Regions from separate parts of the Mus musculus genome. Here all the other regions are linked to region 1. A link is a contact called in public HiCAR-type, HiChIP or PLAC-seq and promoter capture Hi-C data. All regions are on one chromosome and are shown on one strand. Each heading gives the region's core, a stretch centred on a gene start, on an enhancer-like site or on the middle of the called end of the contact. The rest is flanking DNA. Distances are from core to core; before and after follow the strand shown. Region 1 holds the start of Nhlrc3 (NHL repeat containing 3). Region 2 holds the start of Alg5 (asparagine-linked glycosylation 5 (dolichyl-phosphate beta-glucosyltransferase)). Region 3 holds the start of Rfxap (regulatory factor X-associated protein). Region 4 overlaps Spg20 (spastic paraplegia 20, spartin (Troyer syndrome) homolog (human)). Region 5 holds the start of Smad9 (SMAD family member 9). Region 6 overlaps Foxo1 (forkhead box O1). Region 7 overlaps Maml3 (mastermind like transcriptional coactivator 3).

Region 1 (2,700 bases), core at 64-2,563:
GTGCACTTGAAGCCAACTCAAAATTAAATTGCATAGTTAGCATACTATAAATGCAGCAGGCTATCTAGGTGGGAAACACTTCTTTCCTTTCTGTTCATCTTCTTTTTTTCCTTTTTGTCATGCTCAGATTGACTGTTCTTTTATTATTCCTGTCTGTTGTGATCAAACTGAATGTATATAATTAAAATTAAAAAAAAATCTCTAGTTGAAGAGATGGCTGAGCAGATGAAAGTGTTTGCTAAGCAAGACTGACACTCAGAGTTCAATCCTGGAAACCACTGGTAGTTGATAACCGCATTAACACTCTGGTCTCTCTTGACCTCACAGGCTCACATATTAAAAAAAAAAAAAAATGCATTCTACTTACTTGGGCTACGTAAACTAACCCGTTGAGGGAATCAACTGCAACACAAAATGTTGCACCAGTGAAGTATTCCGAATTCTTGGGCCAACCCAAATCCAGCCGGAAAAGAGGGTCCTCCATTCTCCAGGAAACGTGAAAAGAAAATGTCCTTGAAACCTCAAATAAAATCAAAATACTCAGATTCAGTTCGACAACCAGAAGGTAGCCGGAAATAAGATTGTATATCTAAAGATCAAAACAACCATAAGAAAAGTCTAATGATGACTTAAGAGTGTAGTAAGAGCTGGGGAAAATCCAGTGTGTGTGTGTGTGTGTGTGTGTGTGTGTGTGTGACTTAAGAGTGTAGTAAGAGCTGGGGAAAATCCAGTGTGTGTGTGTGTGTGTGTGTGTGTGTGTGTGTGTGTGTGTGATGTTTACTTATTTTTATTTAGACTTGTGTGCATGAGCTCGGGTGAGTTTATGTGCACCATGTGCCCACAAAGGCCAGAAGAGGGCATCAGGCTCCCTGGAACTGGAGTTACAGTGAGAGAGTGAGCCTTCAAGTTGGTGCTGGGAATCGAACCTGAGTCCTCTGAAAAAGCTGCTCGAGCTCCCAACCTCCGCGCCACCTCCCCAGCCCCACGTGCATTCTTTTTACACTAAATGAGAGGACGAGTCGTCAGCTGCTGAGCCCCAGGGGAGCAGGTTTGGGACCCCAGGGGCTGTACCCCTCGGTGGCACCCACACCCACAGCCTTCTGCCTGCTATTTACCAGCGAGCCACAGAAGCGCGAATGCAAAACCAGACAGGAAAGGAAGAAGGCGGCGCCCGCCAGGCAGACCCAGGCTCTCGCCATCGCGAGGGTCTGGGAGGCGAAAGTCAGCGAGGCCTGAAGCCGGCTCTAGGGCAGAGGCAGACTAAAGCACCGGGAAACTCGACCGGAGAACCGCCGAAGACTAATTCCGGGTGTCCTGCTCCTTGCTCCGCCCCGAGTCAGGCGCCCAGCGAGTGACCCTGGTCCCCACGCCGAGGTGCTCCTGGCCACTAGGATGGCGGCGTCCGCAGATCTTCCTGACCTACTTACTCTTCGCTCCTTTAAACTCACTTTCAAGAAGCAAAACAGAGCACCGAGAAACTGAAGAGTTAGGGGATCGTGACACTAAAACAATGACTACCACGCTCCGAAAAGGACTTTAGTCACGTCTGCTCCACAAGCATTCAGGCTTCTGCCGTGGACGCCTATATTCCCACACTAGGACCCCGCCCCCCCCCCCCGACGCCCCAAACTAATCATTTGTGCAAAAGCGACTTAAGGTGGCGGTGCACCATTGCGTCTTGTGGGCGCGACACGCTCTATCAAAGGTCCCCTGGAGCTGGTGGGGCATTTAGGGGAGCACCCGCTGGGCGCCTGGCCGTATGAGCGCTGAGGTGCTCGAGAGCCTCCCTTCGCAAGGCTCTGGCCCCCTTCGTCCGGCTCCTAGTGCGCCCCGGCCGCCCGCCCGCTCCCGGAAGCTACGAAAGCCCGTAACAAAGGACCTGCGGGGGCCGCCGGTTGCCGGAGCTGCGGGACCCCGGGATCGGGCGGATCGGCGGGTCTGAGCGCCCGCGGGGCCACGTGTCCCGGATCACGGCGGTGAGCGGAGCGTGGCTCGGCGGCCTTCCCCGGAGCACCCGGCTGTCGGCACCCTCCGGAGCCCTGATTTCTGCAAACGCACAAGCCCGCTCTGCTCTGAGCAGCTGAAGCTTTGTGTGAAGAAGCTACTGAAGTCTGATTTTTATTTAAAAAAACAAACAAACAACAACAAAAAAAAACCCAACTTTTTCCAAGTTTTCGTTCTGGGATTTTTTGTTTTGTTTTGGTGCAGTTTGCAATACTCTACCTCCTCGCCTCCTTTCTCCTCCTGGTGTATTATCCACGAGACGAACCTGGGATGAGCGTTTTGTAATTGCAAGAACTGTGAGACGTCACGACGGAATAGTACTCAAGATGGACAAAAAGTCCTTTGAGACGGTGCTGGATGAAATTCGAAAGGTAATTGACCTTGTTCCCTGAAATTCGTCTGAGATAATAATGGTCGTGAGTTACTTTCTTTGAGGTGTTGTGTGTAGTCAGCAGAGGAACTTGAACTTTCCTGTGTAACGTAAGAACTTGCATCTTGGTCCGTTGCACCGCTTAAATAGAAGATAAACCACCTCACTGCTAAACTTGGGAAGTCATTGTGGTACGGGAATTACGTTTGTACTACCTACAGCCCCGGAGCCAACTGTAAATCCGTAATAACTGAGCTTTTGGTTGACTGACATTTATTCAATGTTAACATGGTTCGGTAACAGGAGTGACTAGGCACTGGAAGGGA
Region 2 (2,700 bases), core at 144-2,643, 1.3 Mb after region 1:
ATCAGGACGGCAGTTTTCCTTCTAAATGTTTATAAGGAAACGGGTCATAGATGTATTTCGGGTACGCAGCATTAAGCCTCATTCATTTAAATGAACCGAAGCTTGGTGTTTTTACCCACAGCTCTAACGTACAAAACCACCTTCACTCACCAGAAATCTCCTGTAATACTCCAGCGGCTCCACAGTTCTGAAACAATGTTTAAAACGTGTCTCAGTCAGTGCGTCCTAAAGCAGAAACCCAGAACTTGAGAGTGTGGTGTCTGAGGCGTGATCTCGACAGGCTCAGGCGTTTGAAACTGTGTGGCCCGTATTTATAAAAGCCACACAGCAGCAACCGGTTTCCAGCGGTGACCTTAACTGTGCCATAGTCAGGAGGAACAGAGGCCCTTGGCACACCCAGAAGAGGGTCAACCTGGGTGTCAGTCACATCACTCGTGCTCTGAAGCAGGGACCTTAGCGTGACTTCGCGCCGTTATAAACCACACTCGCCAGCATCCACAACTTTACCACGGAAGAGTGTATTGTACATACGTTTGGCCTCCTCGCCGACCCGCGGCCACAAGTGACTGCAGGTAGGTACGGTGCACGCACCGCAGACGCGAGTTTGCAGGCTGCACGCGTGGGCGGCTCCGGGTTTAACCAGAGCGCGCCCAACGCTTTCCCAGTCCCTTCCGAGGGCGGCCCTGCGTGGAGAGCGGCGTGGCCCTCGGCTAAGAGGTCCGGGCCGTCCTGGATGCAGTGTCCCTCAGCGCCTCGAGTGGGCAGAGCCCTCCCGCGGCCCCGCGAGTCCTCGGGGGGGCCCCCACCCGCCGCCGCGCGCCACACCCGCACCCGGGCCCTCTTTGCGCGCGCCGCCACTCACTTGAACCCAGCCGCCATTTTTCCGGCCCGCTCTGCGCCTGCGCAGCCCTCCGCGCCTGCGCCCTCCGGTCGCCAGGCGTGCCTCCAGCCCAGGGCACTCGGAGGGATCCTGGGTTAGGGAAGTGCAGCTACCGTGTTCCTGCGCCCGAGGCATTAACGCCAGCTCCGGCCACCCCGAGCGTCCCGCTAGTCGCCAATCTCGCGGGGTCCCACGGGCCCGCGCGCTTGTGCACGAACACACTCCCACACACACGCAGGCGCACGAGATGAAAAGGGGGTGACCCTAAAACCCTCCACGGCGCCGGGCATCCTTAGATGGCTGCTCTGCACGGCGCGAGGGGTGAAGCCAGTGCACAGGTCCAGGGCTTTGACTTGCCGCACTCGGTGACCGGCCTGCAGTCCTCGGCGGAGCCGCGCGGGGGCGCTGCGGGGAGGCCTCGGCTTTCCTGCCGTGGCGGGGCACGGCCAGGCGGGGGCGCTGCGGGCGGCGGGCGAGGGCTAGGCCGGCCTCTCCTGCGGGGCCGGCTGGGGCGGGGCGCGGCGCCGCACCGCGCTTCCGCAAGTGTGGAGCTGCGGGATGGCTACGCTGCTACTGCAGCTGCTGGGGCTCGGCGTGGCGCTGGCGGCTGCCGCGCTCATTCTGGTGAGACCGTGGTGGAGTCCGGTGCTCCGGGTGTCCCTTCCGCGCTTCCCTCGCGTGCTTGGCTCCCTTGGCCTCAGATTCCCTGAAATCCTTTGAACCTTTGTTCCCCTTTGGAACCCTATTTGAGTGCCCAGAGCCTCCGCCCAGCTTTTCGGGGCTCCTGCTTCTGAACCCCCGCCTGTCACCCCTCCACGCCACTCCCCAGTCTTCTTCCTGGGGCTCCCATATGCACTGCAGCTGGAAAGAGCGGCCGATCCATAAGGCTAGGGACGATGGGTCAGCAAAAGATAGGCCCAGACGGCGTTCTATTCATTTTGGCCAGGGGTCTTTTTGTTTTGTTTTGGGTTTTTTTGCTTGAGAATCAGGCACCTTAGCGTTTTCTTTGCCATTCCTGTAGAAACGTGGCAGACCCCTTCTGATTATGTAGAAGAGGACATATTTGCCAACTAAACTCTGCCACATAGTTTGAAAAGGAGCCTGTAACTCATTCAGAAAGCAGATTCTGAAAAGCTTGCCTGTATTGAGACAGGTGGCCAGAAAGGCCTCTGCCACCTAGCCAATGTACATGTGCACATGCACAGTCTTGGAGTGGTGTAGCCAGATGACTGTCGCTGTGTGTCCGGTGAAGCCAGGCGCCCTCTCTCACTAAAATGCCTTCTTTAAAGGCTTGGAACAAATCTGAACTTTGTTGGCCACGTTCCGGGTTGTGGCCACTTTACTTTGAATCCTTTATACAGACTTAGCTGACTGTGTGTGCACGATGAGGCTGTGTGGACTGTACTAGATCCCACTGGCTTGAACGAGTAGAGGTACCCTTTATTTTACTGCAAGCATGTTGCACTTGGTGTGCAGTGCGTTGCATCTTGAAGCCTACTTTCCATCTGCCTGTTGGCATTCTTTCTCTCCGCCCACTTTTTTTTTTTTTTTTTTTTTTTTTTTTTGAGACAGGGTTTCTCTGTATAACTCTGGCTATCCTGGAACTCACTTTGTAGACCAGGCTGGCCTCGAACTCAGAAATCCGCCTGCCTCCCGAGTGCTGGGATTAAAGGCGTGCGCCACCATGCTCGGCCTCCGCCCACTTTTGAAAATAAATTTAAAACAATTCCAAATAACATTTCATCTCTAAATCATCTGCATTTATTTCTATAAGGACTTCCTTCTAAAACTTTACTGTAATAAGTTAATTCCAACCGTCT
Region 3 (2,700 bases), core at 4-2,503, 1.3 Mb after region 1:
CAATAATTTTGAGTCATCTAGGCCAAACTTCCACAAATGTTAGAAGTTCCCCTTCAAAAGGAACTTCTGTGGTAAGGAGTCTTTCTACTTTTTACGGGTTTTGTTTTGTTTTTTAAACAGCTCTAATACTTAGGTGGACTTTGCTGGGTCTGAGCTGAAATGCACACCACTTATAATTTTCACCTAACCAAAATAAATCCGAAGAAACACTAATTGGGCATTATCTTAAGGGCAAAAGACGAGGGAGCCGAGACTTAAGGGAGATGAATAATGGACCTAAATACAGACAGCTAGCAGCAGAAGCCCAATTGCAGGGCACTGGCGTCTCTCTTCCAAGCTTGACTTGAATCAAGCAACCGAGCAACGCCCATGTGTGCTGTAAGTTACTACCCCACTGTCAATCCAACTTTTCTCAGGGGCCAGGGAGTCTAAGAAAAAAAAACAAAGTCACCAAAGTTACAGAAAACCAACAGGGTGTGTCAATGTGCCGGATGCCTCGGGGTAGACACTGGGAAGGGTTTACTAAGGAGAGGTGTAGATCACCTCCAAAGTGCCCATGTCAGCTGGAGCAGAGGATGAGCCCTTGGGGAGACCCTGAGTGTGTACCAAGTAGGTTGGCACCCATCTGCCCTGGCCCCGGGGCCCCGAGGAGCAAGCATACCTCCAGTTTGACGTTGCCTGTGCTGGCCGCGGACGGGCCGCCAGAGCCCAGTGCCTGGTCGCTCTTCTTCTTCTTGTACTTGTCCTTGTACATCTTGTTGCGGTGCTTCTTGCACATCCAGGGCTTGCGCTGCTTGGCCACCTGGCTGGTGGTCTCGCGGCAGCCCTCGTACGTGCAGGTCTTGGAGCCTCGCCTGCGCGCTGCGCCGCCACCCTCCGCGTCCTCGTCCTCCAGCTCCTCCGGGCTGGCCGCACTCTCGCCGCCGCCCGCCGGGTCCGATGTGTCCAGCAGGTCGGCGTCGTCGTCCCCCGCCTCGTCCTCGGCGTCTGCCGCCGCCTCACTCCCCGCCAGGCCCGGCCTCAGAGCGCCGTCCGCCTCGGCCTCGTCCTGCCGCATCACCAGCACCGTCACCGGAGGGGCCGTCCGGGGACTGGCGGTGCTCGGCCCCGAGCCCTCGGGCACAGCCTGCGCCTCCGTGCTGCCGCCCGAGCCCGGGTCCGCCACCGCGGCCCGTCAGCTCTTGAGAAACACAACCGTACTCGACAAGCGGCAGCCCGCCGCACGTCCCGGAGCCGAACCGCCAGCACTGCACTGCGCGTGCGCCGTAGCGGTCCGCGAGCCTCTGCTTGGGAACGGCGAGAGGGGCGGGGTTGAGCAGGTGCGAGACAGAACCGACTGCGCCTGCGCGGCGGCCATCCGCAAGCGATTCCTAGGTGCAGGCTGACCAAGAACCCGGCTGACAGCCGGTCGTGGTGGCGCATGCCTTTAATCCCAGCACTCGGGAGGCAGAGGCAGGCAAATTTCTGAGTTCGAGGCCAGCCTGGTCTACAAAGTGAGTTCCAGGACAGCCAGGGCTACACAGAGAAACCCTGTCTCCTTCCAGGCGGGGCGGAGCGGCTGACAGAAGTCCCGATTGCGCATGCGCAGCTGTCCTCCGCTCGCCTGGCGCTCACCAGTTGGAAAGACTGGAGAATGGAGACTGGAGGACGGCCAGGAGACACTTTCTGCCTGGACCCATCCTCCCTGACGGGTTCAAAACGCGTCTCTCCTGGAACGTCTCTGGATAGATTAGGTTCCCGAGAGGCCTGAAGAGGAGTTTGAAACAACTCGAGGAGGAAACGGTTTATTTGGCTAATGCATCCCAGTCAAGTCCCATGGGGACATGGAGGAAAGCTTGCTCACAAGCTCTGGTTCGCCTTAGGGTTTCTACCCAGTGCGGACGCTCCTGCCTTTTCTGACATTCCCAGTAATGAGATTGTTGACTCATGTGACAGTTCTGTTTTTATTTTCCCCACAAGCTGCTCTCTGTCTTCCATAGTGGGTGCTCGGGTTGGCGTTCACACTAGCAGTGTAGGAGAGGTCCCTTTTCCCGTATTCCCCCAACCCCCGCCAGTGCTCGATAGATATCTTATCTCTGATAATAACCGTTTCATCTGGGATGAGATAGATAACACTGTTCTTCAGGATTAGGGATGTATATTACATACACCTGTTGGTCTTTGCATGCTTTCCTTTGTGAACCAACTACATCGCCCATTTCAATAGGATTATTAGGTTATTATTATTGTTATTACTTATTTTTATTACGTTTGTTTGAATTCTTTTCTTTCTTTTTTGTTTGTTTTTGTTTTTTTGAGACAGACAGGGTTTCTCTGTATAGCCCTGGCTGTGCTGGAACTCACTCTGTAGACCAGGCTGGCCTCGAACTCAGAAATCCACTCAGAAATCCACCTGCCTCTGCCTTCCCAGTGCTGGGATTAAAGGCGTGCGCCACCACGCCCAGCCTTTGTTTGAATTCTTTATTTGTTTGTTTATTTATTTATTATATGCAAGTACACTGTAGCTGTCCTCAGACACTCCAGAAGAGGGAGTCAGATCTCCTTACGGATGGTTGTGAGCCACTATGTGGTACCTTTGGAAGAGCCGTCGGGTGCTCTTACCCACTGAGCCATCTCACCAGCAGACATTCTGATGTTAACTACTCATCAAATGTAGCTTGCAAACATTCTCTCCCATCTTCGACACGGTGGGAAGCATGG
Region 4 (2,769 bases), core at 179-2,678, 1.7 Mb after region 1:
AGAGCTTCAAATCACTTTAGGGCCTGCCGAGGTTCACCTAGCAGGCACAGTAACACCATGCCAGAAACGGGTTGTGGATGGCCATTTGGGAACGTTGTTCGGTGCTGGTGCTGAAGTCAAGGGAGCGATTTCTGAGTCTTTTCTCTATGGTTGTGTTAGTTGACGGCGTCTGCACAGTAGCGAATTGTGTTGGTAAAGAACTTGCTCCACACGTCAAGAAGCACGGAAGCAAACTGGTTCCGGAATCCCTGAAGAGGGACAAAGACGGGAAATCTGCCCTGGATGGCGCCATGGTCGTGGCAGCGAGTAGTGTTCAAGGTAACAAAAGGCCTGGGTTTATTTTGTTCTTTAATTCTTGCTGTGTTTCTGGGTGAGCACAGAGCTACCCAAGAAACTCAGGCTTGCTCTTTATGTGAGACTGACTTTTAAATATGTTTACAGGATTCTCAACTGTCTGGCAAGGGTTGGAATGTGCAGCTAAATGCATCGTTAACAACGTGTCTGCAGAAACTGTACAGACTGTGAGATACAAGTGAGTACAGTTTCATGTGGAGAGTCAGGCTCTAGTGCCATCAGCTCGGCCCCACCGCTGAGAGTCATGTGCTTCCTTCTAGTTAGGTTTCTGATAAACTTACTTCTTTCCATTCACTGTTTGCTAAATAGGGAACATTTTTAGTCTACTGACCGAACTCCTGAGGCTTTGATTTGTGCTACTAATTGTTGTAAATGTTCATTAATGCAAAGAATATGTTTAATTTTTAATTATATAATTCTGATATAGTGTTTGCTTGAGAAGAAAAGGACTTGATTGGGTTTGAGGCCCCTTTTAACATTAGCTCATTAGTGTGCCATGGCTAAGTTCTGATTCCCCTTGCACATTTATATTGGGCTAGAGAGACAGTTATCTTCTATTTGAGTCATTAAGTAGACAGGACAGAAATGGATGTGTACAGAGTAGCTGACAGTTGGCGGTATGTTTTCTGTGTACTTTGGATTTGAGGTCTCTGGAGAGAGGTGACTTCACTGTGCCCTGCTGGTTGCTGTCAGACCTCGTCCCCTTGGCAGGTGACTTAAAGCCTGTGTCCATCTCAGAGCCAGGTGCCTCTGTCCCAGGAGGCTTCTCAGATCTGACTGGAAGGAGAGATTGCCGTGTGCTGGTGAGACACGGCAGGGCAGCACGAAGCACAGGATGTCAAAGGCATTTCACTGCAGGCCCATGGAGAAGAGGAGACCCCACAGACAGTCTTCAGTCAGGGGGCCTCAGCCAGAAGACAGCACAGGGGAGTCAGACATTCCACAAAGGAGAGGAAAGAGGGCCTGTGACTTTATTAAGGTCCATAGGATTTTGGCTTTAGTATCCGGGGTGGGGTGGGGAGGTAGGCTAGCTGCTTTAGAAAAACTGTGAAAGGGGAAGTCACTCAGAACTCTGGTGTCAGCTGTTTGTTTTGTTAGTGGTCAGCAGTTGTGGAGTGGAACTGTGGAATGGAGTCAGTGAGAAGAGCAACTTTACTGAGTCACCAACAAGCTACACAAAGTAAAGTTTAAACCAGGCCAGAGTGGCCCCATATGCCTTGTTCCACTTACTTTTGAGAAACAAATACTTTGGCAGTGTTATTAAAGAACAAATTTAAAATGCCATTTTGGGGGTGTCTTCTTTGTTTGAACTTAGGGTCTTTTCAGTGTATATTGTACAAAATCGTGTACAAAATCATTTCACATGTGCCTGGATAATACTTTTGGTCATATTCTCTTTCTTCTGTCTGGATTAGAGAAATTTGGATCTTAAAAAATGTAAACCTAACCTAGTGAGAGCCAAGTTGTTTTCTTAGCTTAGTTAGTTTGGACCTTACTATTTATTGATGAAGAGGGACCAGTAGGACTGTAGAGAGGCTCAGTGGATAAAGCTCTGGCCTTACAAGTCTGGAGCTCAGACCCCAAACCAACATAAGGTCACACAAGCACATTAGCAAGGGAGGCAGAGATGGGTTCCAGGGCAATCGGTCCAGCAAGATGGAATTGGAGATCTCTGGGTTCAGTGAGAGACTCTGCCTCAGTTAATAAGGTGGAAAGTGATCAAGGACTACGTTGGCTTTAGGCCTTCACATGCTCAGAATATGCATGTGAAAAAATGTATGAATAGAGCTACTCTTTGGGTTCATACTTACAAATTAGAACTGTGTTCAGGGTTTCTCGTGTATTATATTAATTTAACATTTCTATCAGTTTTATAGACAAGAAAACCAAAGCATTAAAAGTTAGAAACTTGTTAGAGTTTCCATCCCTAGTTGAGTGGCAGAGCTATGATGTAAGCCAGGTCCCATGTTGCTCAGTCAGGGCAGAGTGCTGTGCCCGCTCTGTCCTTGAAGGGCTGTCTACTCAACTTCAAGCTCTGGACTGACCTCTGCACCATTAATCTACCATAATTTAGATAGCTTTGGGCTTAGGTAGGACTAAATTTAATTTCCATCCTAAATTGTTTTGTTTTCTCCGTGGGGGTGTGCCTTCAAATCAAAGGAACATGACAGATGAACTTGGCTGCCATTGTTAACCAGGGAGCTGAAAATAGATACAGAGTGAATTATGATCACCATTTCTTAGCAGGGAAAGTGGAGGTGCTGTTCTGTTTTCTCTCTGTGTAGATTGTTAGGGAGGAGACCGGTGTGATGAACAAGGTATTTTAGCAAGGTTCTGAGTGAGTTCACTCCTGCAGTGCTGTGTATTAGTGTTACTTTATTCTGTTCTCTAAAGACATGTGTGTGAATAAACAAA
Region 5 (2,700 bases), core at 33-2,532, 1.3 Mb after region 1:
GGACACACAAAGGCCCGTCCCACCCCTACCCCTTCCTACATGTCTCTTGACTTCTGTGAACTCACAGCCTCCATTGTGGAAGCTTGAGCCTGCTTAGCAGAGGTCTTCCAACAGTTTGTGCTTCTTCCGAATCTGATTGGATCACTTCTTTCTTTAATATCATTTCTGGGAGGGGGGTGGAATCCCTGAGCTGCAAGGTATCGATTCAGAGAACCTAATTAGTTTACTTGCCTCTAAATATACACAAAGCACAGCCCTCTTCCAGCCCATGGCTTGGAACGTTCCACCACCACCGGACAGTATTTCTTCTGGGGTTTCTTCCTCTCCAGGTCAATCAGAAACCTATCATAGCTCGGTTACAGCAGGGTAGATGAGCCAGGTGTAGAAAGACACTTTCGATTTGAAGTTAAAGAGGCATTTAAACTTCTGCGATCTGTTTTTACAAGCAAGGCCCTCCTAGGCTACACTTGGATGATGATGCAAAACTACCCGTGTTCCAGAAAGCGGAGGTTTGAGGATTAGAAAAAGAAGTTCAACCGAAGGACCTTCGTTTACATTTCAAAGGTGCCTTGGCCTCTTAGTGGACATTTGTGTTCTGGGGCTGACTGAGGTGGCCCTGTACCATCCTCTTCCTCTTGGAAGACCTATAAGGAGGTTTGGTGAGGGATCAAAGGCCTTCGGCATACCGGTGCCACTTTCCAAGCGGCTTTTCAGAGGCAGGCAACCTAGGAGATAGCCAGGCCACTGGGCAGGAAGGTTCCTCGTGCCCATGATGTATATCATGAGTAGATTAGGTAGCATGTATTCTACGCTGGATAAGAAATCACAACCTACATATTATAGAACTGGTTTGAAACTCTGCTTGCCACTCAGCTCGTTTAGATGTTCTTGGGCTGATGCCAGGGCCAGTCATGCCTCAGAGGAACAGACAGCCAGTAAGCGTGGCCTCCAGGGACCAGGACTCTGCGGTTCAGGAGACAGGCATGGTTGGTGGTCCTGTCTGCCTCTCCTGGAGCAAGGGGAGGGGAGGACAACCGCCCCCCTCCCTCTGCTGCCTACAGCCTGTCCAGGTGGGAAGGACATTTTCTGGGGATGACCCGGAGACTCCTCTGTCCCTGAAGGCTCTCTGCAGGCATGATGTGCAGAGCGGGCGGGTGCGCGGCGGGGCGGGGAGCGTGGCGCGGCCAGGGCGCTTGGCCCCTCCTGGCTGGGGCTGCGCGCACGGCCGCCTGGCGCCCTTCCAGCGCGGCGCACTCACGCGGGCGGCCGAGGAGGAGGCTCCAGCCTGACTGACGCCTCTGGAGCCGCTGTCTCGGTCCCGCCGCCGCCCGGCCGACCCTGCAGCTACCGCGCAACCGGAGTGCGCGGGGGGCACGCGTGGCACCTCTCGGACAGGTAAGCGCTGCCATGCCGCGGGCGTGGGCACTCGGGAGGCCCCTGAGGTCCCCAGGCGTGGGACTTGGTTCTCCGTGGAGAACCTGGGTGGTGTCTGTAGTGTGCGAGGGCTCCGCGGCATCCCAGCACCTGGGACCTATGGCGCGACGCGTGACCCGGGGCGTGGGCAGGGATGCGGGATGCGCGTGGGCCGAGTGCAGAAGGATGCACACTGTCCTGTACCCAGGGACAGGCGCCCTGGAGCTCAGCTCCGGGAAGTAGTCCTTTGCTGCAGAGCATGACAGTAAAGAGGCTAGTGTGAGTGCGTGTAAGGTAGTTATTGTGACTCTGGGGGAGATTTTAAAACTCCAGGGCACCCTTGGCTACGAAGCCTTATTTCATACTCATGTCATTTTTTTTTTCCTTCTCTGCTTACCTTTGAGGCATACACAGTGAGAAAGAGAAGAAAAAAAGTTAGGAATGTTGAGTGTCTGTAGCTGTTGGGTTGTGTTTGTCTTCTCCTGGGCCTACCATTGGGTGCCAGCGCTGCGCAGACAGGAGGGGGCGAGGTGGGGACAGATGCAGGCGACTGACTGACGCCGGCCTTGTGGGAGGCGTGTGGGGAACCTTCTTAAGGGTGGCTAATCGCTGCACTTCTTACTCCCTCCCCTCTCTCCCTCTCTCTACCATGGCAATTTAAAATGATAGTTTTGAGGTCCTCCGTTAGCGTCAGCCTATCTCTGGACTGGAACTGGTCCTCCTGAGAAATAACCTACAAATGAAGTGGATCTCCTTTTGGAAGCAAATTGTATGTAATTCGGTCAAATGCACAGCCACAGAACACTAGGAATCATTTTTACTTTTATGGCTTGCTGACGACGTTCTGTAAAAATGTAATTAGCAACGGGAGTGGAGAATAACGGTAGTCTTCGGCCCTTTAAATCATTGCCGCTTCCTAGGCCACTCCTCGGGAGGATTTGTGGTTGTGAAATGTGCTAGCATGCCTGTCAATGAGAAGGAATGCCTTCGGATGTTTACACTTAAAAAACTATTCATTTATATTTTAAAAAGGAAATAAAAATTCAGCCCTAGCACACTCTCTAGCAAACGACCAGGATTCAATGCTCTGCCTTTAGAAAGCCAGGAACATGAGTTTAGATCTGTGGTTGATTATCCAAGGACATCACAGTTAAGAAACCGGTGTGGTAGTTTATAAATAAGGAACCTTTAAAATATGCTAAGATTATCAAGGTGTCAAGTATTTCTGAAAACAGACTCCTTGGTGACAAGGCAGCTTCCTGCAAGCCAGCCTTTTCTGAGTCTTTC
Region 6 (2,700 bases), core at 12-2,511, 1.1 Mb before region 1:
TTTCACAGAACCTCTGGAGGGTAGCCTGGGTCCTCCTTCCTTCCTATTTCCTTTTCTGCTGTCTGTACCATGAGCTGTCCTAATGTGGAACATGAATGGTAGATGCCTAAGAGATGCCTAAAACCTCACATCTTCCCTGTAATGTTTTTGGGGTGTCAGTCAACAAAGTTTTATTGAGCTCATGTGTGTAGAACACCTGTTAGAGGCTTTGAGGTTAGAAACTTAAGTTTAATCTTGTGTTTAAGGAACTTGGAGTCTGGTCTATAGGGGCATAGAGCAGAGTGCTCAGGAGCAGAACAGGTTGAGCATCGGGGTACACCAGGTTTGTGTCTACCTTTCTGGCAGAACTGGCTTGTGTCAGGCTCCCTTAGCATGTGCTTGCAGTGTTCAGCCATCCAGAAGCATCAGGAATGTGTCTGCGGCTCCCCTGAGCCCAGAAAGCCAGCAGGGAGGGCAGTGTGGTTGGTACAGAGAGATGGTTGCCTTGGCCCTTCTCTAGTGGTATCGTACAGACACAGGCTTTGAATAAGTGTGTAGCACTGGTTGTCTGTTTCCTCACAGAATGCTTGCTGGGAGAGAATGCTGAGAGTATAAAATCCCAGAGCTCCATCAGTTGCAGGCAGCTCCCAGCAGAGTATTGTGGACATAGCACCTCAAGCCTGCTCCTCTTTAGTGTCCCACTGGCTGCATGAAAAACAGGAATTTATGTAACAAGCTCTGCACAGCAAACGTTTTCCTGTTGTGGGGGTGGGTGGGTAATTGTTGGCAAAGTTAGTATACAGCTCTGTTACACAGAGTGACCTGAAATGTCCTCAGAAAAATATGTAGTGCGATATTTTGATAAGTTAAGGATTGCTATGTCCAAAAAAAAAAAAAACCAAAAACAAAAACCCAACCAACAATAAGCAGAAGTCGTCCAAGCATTTAGTGGATACTAACCCTGAAGTTAGTGAACTATTTTTAAACTTTTTAGGAGTCTTCGTTATTATGTCTTCTTTGGTCCTGCTGAAAACGCCCCCCACCCCAGCCCTGGCGTCTGGCAGAACTGCCTCAGGCTTATAGAGCTGTACCCCCCCCTGTTAGTCAGGCAGTCAGGAAGCTGATCTCTGGAAGGATCGCCTCCTATACTCTCTGTATTATTAACTAAATGTGACAGGACCGGAGCAAGCTCCCTCTCTTGTAGAGGCCTATCAGAGCTTATCTGTGTGGCTATTGTGTTTAAAGAACAAATTGTCATGGAAGATACGGTGCCCAGACTCCCAGCATGTAGGTGGCTTTGGAGAATGCAGTTACAGGGCTGGCTGCTTTCCAGGCCTTGCCCAGGCAGGCTGCTGCTTTTTAAGGAGGAATTGGGGATTTTGATCACTGGTTTTGGTGGACACAGTAGCCAGAGCTGTAGCTCTGGTGGGGGTAGGATGACAGGGAGGTGGGGACAAGGAATGTTTTTGAGAATACATGGAATTGAGATACAACGTGAAAGAAATGTATTCCTTAGCCTTTTGGGAGATGTTTGGAGTTCACGACCTCATAACACACCTAGAGCTGAGATAGATCGTAAGTGAAAGAACAGAATGAAGCCTCAGGAGAGACTACCACTGCCACATACCCACATACCTGCCTGGCATCCAACCAGAAAGCTCCTGTTGGGCCATGTCTGATCCGCCCTCACTCTGCACCCTGGCAGCAGGACTTAACACATAGCTGTTGTGTTGCAATCCTTGGGTGGAATGTAGTGCAGAATGCATTTTGAAATAAGGGTTTCTAAGCTCTCTTAGGTCTGTGTCTGACTTTTGTCTCTTTTTACTAAGTGAGATTACCATTACACTCACTTTGTTTTCCATCTCTTGTTGAGAAAAGGCACTAATGTGCTCAGGGTCACAGAGAAGTCTGGCCCTGTATATTGTTCTGATCTGGTAGAACGGTTGGCACTTTAAGCACCTTCAGTCGCCGTCAACAACATGAGGATGTGGGCACTGTGGCTGCCTCCTTGGGTGACCACAAATCTAGTTAGAGCCTTTTGTGGTCCAACAGGGGTCACAGAGTATTTGGGCAACTAAGCCTTGTACTAGGTTGGCAGAGAAGGCCAAAAATTTGAGAAGCCAGGTGCATAGCTCTGCATAGCTCTGCTCTGAGGATTGTGAGACATCCAGAATTCTGTCCCTGGACTGGGCATTAGGCCCCTTCAGAGCTGCCAGGTGAATATGTAGCAACTGTGCTGGGGCAGGAAGCCTAAGTGTTCTTCACATTCCCAGATTTGTACCACAGGATCCCCCAAACGTCAGAAGTCATGCTGGGGGTTCCTTGCCTTCCTCTTGTATTCTCCTGTGGGTTTGCAGTTTGCACACATTTGCGGTGGCTTTGTTGTAGTATCCTATCAGCACATCCACTGAGTAGGAGCAGAAGGGCCTCACCTCACTTAGGGGAGCTTGCTTCAGCCCGGCCCCCCTCTAGTTACCACTCTGGACGGCATACTCTCTACAGTGTCCTAAAGTTAGTGCTTTGCTTAGAGCAGAGATGTTCTCACATTTGAATATTGCATTTTGTGGCAAGTTAACTTTCTCAAGAAAATAGCTTTTCTTTATATTCATTTTTATTTGCCTGATACAAAGACTCTGGTGTAAACAAGTTTAAGTCCTAACTTTCGGGGGAATCTATCTATCTTGGGAGTGAGTTAGATAGTTCAAACTAGCCCCAGACTCA
Region 7 (2,896 bases), core at 126-2,625, 1.7 Mb before region 1:
GTCTCTCACTGGCCTGGAGCTCATAAAGTAGGCTAGGCTGGCTCATCATTGAGTCCCAGGATAGCTCCTCTTTCCCAGCACAGGTCACCCCGGCTGGCTTTTTATGTGAATAGTGAGGACCAAATAGGTCACCATGCCTGAGCACCTTACTGACTGAACTACCACCCTGGCCCATGAAAATTCTTTTAAAGATGAATTACTTTTCTTAAGTCGGGTAGATATGGCCTGAGGCACGAAAATAGCCAACTTTTTAATTTGTTTTTGGACAGATTGTTATGTGCTGGCCCTTGTTTTAAAGTCCTCACGAAATCTAGATTTTTAAAGCTTTTTCGTTAGATTTTTTTTTAATCCTCAGAACAATTCTATAAGATATATAACGTATGTTTGAGAGGTCAAACTCCATTTCACAAAACAGAAAAGTAAGACATGGAGAAATGACATGTTTGGACTGTAGAGATGGCTCAGCAGTTAGGAGTGTTTCTTTTGGAGAATTCCCAGTTTGGGTTCCCAGCACCCACACTGGGCGGCTCACAATCATTGTATATCTACTTCCAGGGGAATCTAGTGCCCTCTTCTGGTTTCTGTGGGCACCTGCACATATGTGATGCATATAAATACATTCAGGCAGACATAATCATAAAACCAAAAAAAATCTTAAAAATAGGAATTAAGTTGTCAGCTGAAGATTATAAATAGCAAGCAATATCAGGTTGGGACTCAAATCTAAGGCTTCAGAATTCCAAGCACTTAGCATATCTATGTCTATAGAATTAAAAATTTAAAAATACACATCAACATGCAGAAGTCTAGGCAGGAAAAAAAGATCCTTCATCGTTGGGGTGGTTTTTTTTTGGGGGGGGGGACCTACTACTATATTGTATTTAGTTTTTGCTTTCTGTAGATTCCAGGTCAGGCTTCCCGAATTAACTGGGAAAAGTTAAAAGTTTTAGTTCAGTGCTGAAGTTTTCTCTGAAGATTCATTTCAGAAATCAGACCCGGGTTCCTCCCTTGTCTGCAAAATTTATCTTAGACCTCAGGAGGGAAAGGCAGCTTGAGCTGTAACACAGCCACAAAGAAGATGGCAGTGAACGGCAATAAATAACACTACTGACGTGTGGGCCCAGTGCATCAGGAAAAAAAAAAAAAGAAAAAGAAAAACCACTCCTGGCTTTGAATGGCAGAAACACCACATCTGTGCGTATTCACCCTGGATCTAATGCAAGTCTTTTAAGATCCCGGGCTCTGAGACAGAGAACCGTGAGTCAGTGGGGAGGGGAGAGAGCAGAGATAAAAATAGAGATGTTGATTACATTGTTTCTAATTCAGCCCAGCCCAACCGCTCCAGCCTGTGAGTCAACAGCAGCGGTTCAAAGACACAAAAAGGAGCGGGATGCTCTGTGCCACTGAGCAGAAGGGACGCGGTCACATCAGCACCTCTCCGACTAAACAGACCCATGACACTCAGGCTGTGTGGTGTGAGTTCAAAAATGAACAAGTCGGAAGTAGCGAGGGACAAAGTGGACGCAGATCGATGGACAGCAGAGCTCTGACCCTCTAGCGGAAAAAGCTGCCTTTTGTAAGAATCCTGGGCTGTGGGGGATGGGCGACAGAGCTTGTGCTTAGAGGCCAACTTCCACTCTTCAAACACTGTATTGTTTTCTCTGGGGCATAAGGCTTACTGCCATTCCAGACTGGTCTCCATGGCAGCAGGAGAGGAGGGAGAGGAGAGGAGGAACAGATGGGGGTCACAGAGGTCTTAATTCTCATGCAGGGGTCCTCCCTGCCAGCCCCTTTCTCCTTGAGGACCTGTGACATGTTGCACCTTCTCGGGGCCCAGGAAGCGGATGGTTTTGGTTCAGTTCAACTGGCTAGATCTTGGGAGCCTACTTTGTGCTGGTCTTTTGCCTCTTCTAATTGGCAGTAGTGTCTGTTGAAAATGGCCCGCCTCTGCTTGGTTTGGAAAGCTGAAAATGAGGAAAAGGCCAAGTTTCTGTTCCCCTAAGCTTTACCTTTTCCCAGACCGGGGCTATAAGCAGCCACAATGACAGGGGGACGCTCAACTGCTTTGTCGCCCCAGACGCTAACGCTCTACCCTTGGAAGGGCTGAGGTGGTCCCTCTGTAGCCTTAGAGTTCCTGGGCGGGTCTCCCTCTTTCTAGTTCCTTGCAAGTGTATGATATTGCAGGATCCCTCTAGGGCAGACCCCAGCCATGACGTTCCTCTGACAGTCTATTCTCTCAGGGCCTATGGGCATCAATGTCACTCTGATTTTAAAAGTCAGGAACCTAGGCTCCAACCAATACATCCCTCTCCTTCAAGGTCCATTTTCCAATATCAGCAAGGCCCTTACTGTAGGCCTCCAGGGCGCGGTGTCTATTGTACTGAATTCCATTCACTTACTCCTGTCTTTCTTTCTTCTCACCCCGTTCTCTCAGCCTTCAAATTATAGGGCTAAAGTTCTTTCCAAATAATTCTCTCCGTGCCCACTCCCCTCCACCAGCTGTGTGGTCAGATGGAGGTTTCCAAAAATGCAACTACAACTGCACTAGAACAGCCTGCCTGTCAGTCTTCAGCGGCCTCTCTTCACTGTTAGCACAGCGGGTAGAATCCTGGAAATGACGTGACCCCAGACTATTTCCCAGCTTCACCCCACCTCACTTTTCCCTGCCCATGAGCTGTGTCCCTCTAAGCCCTAGGACGTCACGACACGCTTTTTCCTAGTCACCACGTTCTGTCTTAGCCCATCCCGACACCACTTTTGAGGCTTGAGTACTGGTCCCCAAACTTCAGAGTCCATCCCAATCTCCTAGCTGTCTCACTATCTTACTGCACAACATTGTGCAACACTATCTTATCGCATAATAGTGGAAGGTTGCTTTGTTGTATAATGTACACTT

The links. Promoter capture Hi-C pulls out the DNA fragments that hold promoters and counts their contacts. HiCAR-type assays count read pairs that join an accessible place to other places. HiChIP or PLAC-seq counts read pairs in DNA pulled down with a chosen protein or histone mark.
Region 2: a contact with region 1 is called in an H3K27ac HiChIP or PLAC-seq map of bone marrow-derived dendritic cells, with 12 times the contacts expected there. The contact joins the promoter of Alg5 here to the promoter of Nhlrc3 in region 1. A contact is called at or near these places in 8 of 39 promoter capture datasets (the C10 cell line, the HPC-7 cell line, HPC-7-derived erythroid cells and 5 more), 10 of 484 Hi-C or Micro-C datasets (B cells, CD4 T cells, CD8 T cells and 6 more), 17 of 115 datasets of contacts at active chromatin or transcription factors (astrocytes, bone marrow-derived dendritic cells, bone marrow-derived macrophages and 11 more) and 5 of 9 other capture datasets (adipose tissue, embryonic stem cells, liver and 2 more).
Region 3: a contact with region 1 is called in a promoter capture Hi-C map of pre-B cells, with 2.8 times the contacts expected there. The contact joins the promoter of Rfxap here to the promoter of Nhlrc3 in region 1. A contact is called at or near these places in 3 of 39 promoter capture datasets (liver and pre-B cells), 2 of 484 Hi-C or Micro-C datasets (CD4 T cells and erythroblasts), 2 of 115 datasets of contacts at active chromatin or transcription factors (bone marrow-derived dendritic cells and double positive thymocytes) and 2 of 9 other capture datasets (adipose tissue and liver).
Region 4: a promoter capture Hi-C map of liver shows a contact between it and region 1, with 4 times the contacts expected there. The contact joins the enhancer-like site here to the promoter of Nhlrc3 in region 1. A contact is called at or near these places in 3 of 39 promoter capture datasets (hippocampal neurons and liver) and 1 of 9 other capture datasets (liver).
Region 5: a contact with region 1 is called in a promoter capture Hi-C map of liver, with 7 times the contacts expected there. The contact joins the promoter of Smad9 here to the promoter of Nhlrc3 in region 1. A contact is called at or near these places in 3 of 39 promoter capture datasets (hippocampal neurons and liver), 4 of 115 datasets of contacts at active chromatin or transcription factors (astrocytes, bone marrow-derived dendritic cells, differentiating embryonic stem cells and 1 more) and 1 of 9 other capture datasets (adipose tissue).
Region 6: a contact with region 1 is called in an H3K4me3 HiChIP or PLAC-seq map of the 230-238 cell line, with 6 times the contacts expected there. The contact joins the enhancer-like site here to the promoter of Nhlrc3 in region 1. A contact is called at or near these places in 3 of 39 promoter capture datasets (the C10 cell line, embryonic stem cells and hippocampal neurons), 5 of 115 datasets of contacts at active chromatin or transcription factors (the 230-238 cell line, bone marrow-derived macrophages, extraembryonic endoderm stem cells and 2 more) and 2 of 9 other capture datasets (adipose tissue and liver).
Region 7: a contact with region 1 is called in a HiCAR-type map of astrocytes, with 2.8 times the contacts expected there. The contact joins the enhancer-like site here to the promoter of Nhlrc3 in region 1. A contact is called at or near these places in 3 of 39 promoter capture datasets (the C10 cell line, embryonic stem cells and pre-B cells), 5 of 115 datasets of contacts at active chromatin or transcription factors (astrocytes, double positive thymocytes, epiblast stem cells and 2 more) and 1 of 9 other capture datasets (liver).

The regions. Positions count from the first base shown.
Region 1 is chr3:53,461,945-53,464,644 of GRCm38.p6, forward strand. It overlaps Nhlrc3 (NHL repeat containing 3), which reads right to left and starts at 1,314. Exons shown (of 7, transcript NM_172501.2): 1 at 1,116-1,314; 2 at 368-520. The coding sequence starts at 1,199. Proser1 (proline and serine rich 1) reads left to right here and starts at 1,851. Exons shown (of 13, transcript NM_173382.2): 1 at 1,851-2,375. The coding sequence starts at 2,331.
Region 2 is chr3:54,734,146-54,736,845 of GRCm38.p6, forward strand. It overlaps Alg5 (asparagine-linked glycosylation 5 (dolichyl-phosphate beta-glucosyltransferase)), which reads left to right and starts at 1,394. Exons shown (of 10, transcript NM_025442.3): 1 at 1,394-1,504. The coding sequence starts at 1,439. Exosc8 (exosome component 8) reads right to left here and starts at 1,219. Exons shown (of 11, transcript NM_027148.3): 1 at 863-1,219; 2 at 151-187; 3 at 1-21. The coding sequence starts at 879.
Region 3 is chr3:54,806,538-54,809,237 of GRCm38.p6, forward strand. Rfxap (regulatory factor X-associated protein) reads right to left here and starts at 1,254. Exons shown (of 3, transcript NM_133231.2): 1 at 662-1,254. The coding sequence starts at 1,138.
Region 4 is chr3:55,128,058-55,130,826 of GRCm38.p6, forward strand. It overlaps Spg20 (spastic paraplegia 20, spartin (Troyer syndrome) homolog (human)), which reads left to right. Exons shown (of 9, transcript NM_144895.2): 7 at 160-318; 8 at 442-532. Among named protein-coding and RNA genes, the nearest start is that of Ccdc169, 11 kb to the right of the region's middle. Within about 2 kb of position 1,429, at least 26 of the 459 cell types and tissues checked have an H3K27ac peak or open chromatin away from gene starts, as enhancers often do. A contact at or near this core is called in liver, where this site is marked.
Region 5 is chr3:54,754,300-54,756,999 of GRCm38.p6, forward strand. Smad9 (SMAD family member 9) reads left to right here and starts at 1,283. Exons shown (of 6, transcript NM_019483.5): 1 at 1,283-1,395.
Region 6 is chr3:52,341,745-52,344,444 of GRCm38.p6, forward strand. The region is part of intron 1 of Foxo1 (forkhead box O1); the gene reads left to right. Among named protein-coding and RNA genes, the nearest start is that of Foxo1, 75 kb to the left of the region's middle. Within about 2 kb of position 1,262, at least 78 of the 459 cell types and tissues checked have an H3K27ac peak or open chromatin away from gene starts, as enhancers often do. A contact at or near this core is called in the 230-238 cell line, adipose tissue, hippocampal neurons and 1 more, where this site is marked.
Region 7 is chr3:51,787,581-51,790,476 of GRCm38.p6, forward strand. The region is part of intron 2 of Maml3 (mastermind like transcriptional coactivator 3); the gene reads right to left. Among named protein-coding and RNA genes, the nearest start is that of Gm46803, 81 kb to the left of the region's middle. RefSeq lists an enhancer at 272-2,896. Within about 2 kb of position 1,376, at least 277 of the 459 cell types and tissues checked have an H3K27ac peak or open chromatin away from gene starts, as enhancers often do. A contact at or near this core is called in astrocytes, epiblast stem cells, liver and 1 more, where this site is marked.